2 separate regions of the Zea mays genome follow, and region 2 is linked to region 1. A link is a contact called in public Hi-C data. All regions are on one chromosome and are shown on one strand. Each heading gives the region's core, a stretch centred on a gene start, on an enhancer-like site or on the middle of the called end of the contact. The rest is flanking DNA. Distances are from core to core; before and after follow the strand shown.

Evidence for each region. Hi-C and Micro-C count contacts between places; a contact is called where the count stands out from the background.
Region 2: a contact with region 1 is called in a Hi-C map of ear, with 3 times the contacts expected there. The contact joins the promoter of LOC103643208 here to the promoter of LOC100191844 in region 1. A contact is called at or near these places in 2 of 25 Hi-C or Micro-C datasets (ear and leaf).

Annotation. Positions count from the first base shown.
Region 1 is chr1:210,641,050-210,643,685 of Zm-B73-REFERENCE-NAM-5.0, forward strand. It overlaps LOC100191844 (Transmembrane 9 superfamily member 9), which reads right to left and starts at 1,301. Exons shown (of 7, transcript NM_001137268.1): 1 at 1,146-1,301; 2 at 1-43. The coding sequence starts at 1,259.
Region 2 is chr1:210,799,729-210,802,364 of Zm-B73-REFERENCE-NAM-5.0, forward strand. It overlaps LOC103643208 (probable rhamnogalacturonate lyase B), which reads right to left and starts at 1,310. Exons shown (of 16, transcript XM_008666357.3): 1 at 859-1,310; 2 at 586-676; 3 at 319-440. The coding sequence starts at 872.

The DNA.
Region 1 (2,636 bases), core at 51-2,550:
TCGTGGATGTCAGCTTATTCACCTTCACCAAAAGTGGATCTTTCTGCAGAAAATTATGTATGAACCAATTAGAACACACAACACATATTTCAGTAAAATAAAAGGCTATGATTTAAGAAGGAAATGTAATTCTCTGATCATCCCCGTAGCTCAAACGATTGAAACATACACAATTTGACATTCTTTTCTGTAAACGCAACTACTAGGACACATACATGCTTTTTAAGGATCTGAAAATAATGTGTTGTCATCATTCATTGAATCAGCTAGCGTTATGCATGGGCACATATGACTGTCAGAGAGTAGGGTGGATTCACATGTTACACGAAGCAACCAGAAACAAGAGAAACAGAACGGAGAATGGTTTGCGTGACAACAGCTTATTGTCAAGAAAATATCATCTGCAGCTGCCAAGTTCAAACTATAAGTATCATGTATACAATGAAACATGAAATTTACCTTCTGAGATCAAATGGAGCATTTGATGTATGTACAAAAAAATGAAGAACTGCACATCTTGAATACAAGTGAGTACAGATTTGAGTACATCTGGGTGCAGATTGTTGTGTGCTCTGCGCATTTTGAACACATACCGTGGCATACTCACCGCACAATTTTCTTATTTAAAGTTCAAATATACGATTCAATAACATTACACAAACTTTAGACCAACTATAATGTCTTCGATTATTTATCATCGCTAAGGGGAAAACGCTTTTGCCTCAACATTGAGATTTGAAGCAGGGACCTGGCCAAAAGTGAATGCCATTAGTCTCGAATTCCAAATGCATCCGATCAAATGTCAGGGAGCAATTGAAGTGGTGGTGCGTCATTAGCACTGAGCAGCACCGTGCAGAAATGAAACGACAAGCACGCAATTCGTCAGACTACACAACTGCGCACAGAAGCGCCAACGATTATGATGTCAGGTGAGAGAACAGCGTGTGCCACCCGCAACGGCACGAGTAAGAGTAAGAGTAAGGGAGCGAGCGAGAGCAGCAGGACCCCGAGATCCCAAACACCACCGCTCGCATCCAACTCGATAAACACCAAACTATGGATCTGGCCGTCGAGATCCAGCGCGAAAGGATGGGGAGAACCGTTACGTTACAAGGAAGGTGGGAATAAGCGAAGGGAATTTGGACCTTATGGAAGTCGTTGGGCGCCACGCCGGGTAGATAGAACGCGGCGGCCGGTGAGGCGGCGAGGAGCGCGGCGAGCGCCGCCGCGGCCCAGCGGAGCATCGCCGGAGCTCGCATCGGTGGGGTTGGATCTGAGGCGGAGGCGCTCCCTCGCAGTCCACTGGCAGTCTGGCGCTGGCAGACAGTCACTCTCTGTGCTGTGGCCCTTCTCTGATATGTCAGACTCTGAATTGAACGATGAGAAATGGTGAACGGGCCTATCCACTGAATGGGCTTGCGTTTCAAGGGAAGTCAAATGGGCTTTGGGCCAGAGCCCTCTCCACCCGACAGCTCACTCTATTGAAAATGGAAAAAGTCTATTCTACCTTCCTGAATTATTATCGTAACCAGGTGAATGTCCGTGCGTTGCTACGCAATGAACATATTCTAATATAAGATACATTAAAATTCAAAAAATACTAACTGACATTTTATGTTCTTGTAAACATCTTTTAAAAACTAAAAAATTTTACATACCTTAAAAGTATTACACATCGAATAAATCCTAAATCCATCATATGCAGTCAAATTCAATGCTCATTGGTCACTCAAGTATACATGCTCTAGACATACTATTCAAATGTATAGTTTTTGTTATATATCTAAAAATATTGGAACGACTTATAATTTAAAAAGAAGAGAATGGTTATAATTTGAAAAGAAAAGAGTACAATGTCTAATATTGTTGCCACACAAATATTGTATCCATGGCATCCTTGCTTTCTTGTTCTCACGAGTCCTGGATTAGTAGTTTTACAGAACAAGCCTCTTTCTATGTTGACAGGTTTGCGGTGCAATAGCTGCCTAATAGGAAGTTAACTAAGTAAAAGGAAAGAAGCCACAGAACAAGCAATAATCACCTGCATCTTCATGCCATCTTCAGCAAGCCACAAGTAATCAGACTCGTTGGATATGAACTTATGAAGTTAGAAGGTATTCGAGTTTGGATCTTCAATCCATCAAGCAAGCATATTCAATACCTACACAAGATTCCTTGCAGTAATCAGTCAAACAACATTAAAAAAATAAAACACAATGTACACTTATAATAAAAGTTTCTCAAGTTATGAGCATAAAAGTCAACAAAATTGACAAATGATAGTCAGAAATACACTATACTTAAGAGACAAGACAAAGAAATCCATCCGAGACAAAGGACTGTGGATGGAACATATCATTCCAACATCACAAACTGTTACAAAGAGAAAAACATTTGAATAGTTTGAACATATCATTCAACTAATGTCTTGTTTGGCATAATCATGTACTGTTACAAAGGACTATGGATTGCATAACTGGATATAGTTAGCAAAACCACAAGTGCTTGTAGCATAAAATGCATTTTTCATGAATACATGATACAGATCACATGACAATTCAGGATAGTAGTGGGTTAATTGAAAGGGAAATGTGCCTTTGGGCCATTTCTAAGTATTTTGGTGATTGAGTGCCAAC
Region 2 (2,636 bases), core at 60-2,559, 160 kb after region 1:
AATTGGGTCTCTGATTTCAAATCTCGATTCTATATGCAACCAAACAATAGCATTGTAGAAAGCTGATTCCAATTCCTAATTCTGTGCTCCAATATGTATTATGCATTTCTTTAATTTATAAACAACACAAATGCTAATAAAGTGAATAAGAAAACGTATATTTAAACTGTGCCATGATCCAATTATCAGCAGTCTCTTGAACTAACCAAAGCCAGACACCAAAAAAAAGGTCACACTGATGAAGAATAATAAAGTGATGAAAGGACAGGGGCAGAGGAAGCAAAAATAATAATAATAATAATAATTCAGAAACGGTACCCTCGGTTGTCTTCCTTGTTGAGAATCTCCATGAGATTGTCCACGCCGTTGTAGCGCACGCCGGTGACGATCCCGTCCGGGTTGGACAGCGTCAGGTCAAAGATGCCGTTTTTGATCTCGACCTGCGCGTGCGGTTTGCGCCCGGACGGCCGGATCAGCGTGTCCCCCATCCACGTGGCGGAAGAACGACGCGCGCGGGTGAGTGAGACAGACACGTCAAACACCGCGCAACGAAGAAAATGCGGGGCGGAGATGGGGACTACTCACGTATCTGTCGCTGACCTTGACCGTGACGCCGGCGGTGGCACAGGCCGGCGAGGCCGGCCGCGGAGGGCCCATGCAGCAGGCACAGAGGCTCCTGATGCAGGTTTTGAGACCACCAGACAGACAGGCAGATGAGGGATGCGTGAATGTGTGTGTGTATATATATAGCCATATAGGGAGGAACTGGGTGAGAAATCTAGGAGCCGCTCGTAATGGCGGCATTGCTAAATGGAATATGACTGGCATCAACAACAGGAGCAGGAGGAGGAGTAGTACCTAAGCTTCTCCATATGGATTGGATGGATGATGGGCAGATCAGCGAGTCCTTTCGTCTTTCCACTACCCCTGTTGGCTGTTGCTGGGTGCAGTGCAGTGCAGTTGGGATGGGCGGCGTAGTACGTGGTGGTGGTGGAAGCGCTTAGACGGGCGGCGGTTATGTTATCCGTTATCCCTTGGTTTGGAAAGCAAGCAAGCGTGCGAGGAGTGGAGTTGAAGCCAAGGAGGAGGAGGAGGAGGCGAAGATGGGGATGGAGCGAGAAGAGGAGGGCGGCAATGGCCGGCGTCCTAGCCCCCCGGCCCTCGCTCGCTCGGCCGCGTCTTTTAATTCTTGGTAGTTGGTTGGTCTAGTCGGCAGGCAGGCAGTGCACACCTGTGAATGTTTGCTGTCAGCTGCAGGAATAGCGAAGAAAAATGGAAAGTGTCTGAGTGGCTCGTGGGGTTGTGGCTGCACCGAAAGCGTCCGAACCTGCCGCCTTCAAGGAGCCTTGTTTCATCTGTGGCTGTGAGTGCCTAATGTTCGGCTGGTCAAAAGTGTCAGCAATGGCTTCCAGCCCAGATTTAGATTTGGGCACCAATGCACCATCATGCAGTCATGAGTTAGTTCCATTTGAGGGCTTGTTCGGTTAGCTCTCAATCCATGTGGATTGAGTGGGATTGGATAGGTTTGAATCCCAAACAAATCAAATTTCTTAAGAATTTTTTCAATTCCATTCAATCCATGTGTATTGGGAATAACCGAACAAAGCCTGATTTGGATGAGTGCAACTCAAAGAATAGGAACATCTGCAGCAGAGACGAATGCAGCGGTGGAGCAGGTGTGGCTCGAGTCCTCTACCTCGATCTTTCGATCTCATGGAATCTTACTAGAGATCTCTCTAATCTAAAATATACACAATATAATATAGAAGGGACTTCTATACTGCAGTTTAGTCTATCTTAAACTTTTCTGGCTCCGTCTCCGTCCCCGATCTACAGCATACAACGACGAAACTTTTTCTTCTTTTTTTTTTCCAGCTAGATTTGACAATGATTGTTTAAGCCCACTGCGACGGGTTGTTGGAATTCTTGATTAAAGTAGTATTGGTAGACTAGTAGGTGCCCTTGCAAACATCATGCATCGTTCAGCAATGACTGACAAACTAATCAGAACAATATCAGATAGACAGATACTAACCCGAGCACTACATTATTTTATACTATAATACGCACGGTGGTGCGCGCACGGCCGTCTATAGCCAGCCGCCAGCGGCATGGACACGTGGAAGCGAGCAGCTGCCGCGCCTAGCGCGTGCCGCCGTCTTCTCGTCTCGACGGGCAATCGGGAGGCGAAAAGGTTGGGAGACGCCACGGAGCTAAATCATCTCCGTCAGATCGGAGACGCCGGACAGGGCACCACCACTACCACCACCACGCTGGGCACAGCCGCCCCCGTTCCATCGAGCTGGCTTGAGGCACAGGGCATAACTGATGCTTCAGTTACCTGAATAATGGGGCAACCTATTGTGTTGTAGGCAACGACTGTCGTTGCCTGTGTTGTAAGTATTAGTATTGTTACCTACACATTGTCTATCAGTGTTCACCGCACATAGCCTAATAATTTGATACAGTACTATCTAATTGTTTACTGTACTTCAAAAAAATGGTTTGTGTTTTTTTTTCCTAAATTTTGAATGGAGGTAAGGCAAGGCGATACATCGATCTCTGACCAATTTCTTGAAGATTTGCTTTAAACATACAAGAACAACTTTGTGTCATCTGAACTTGCTCACACCATA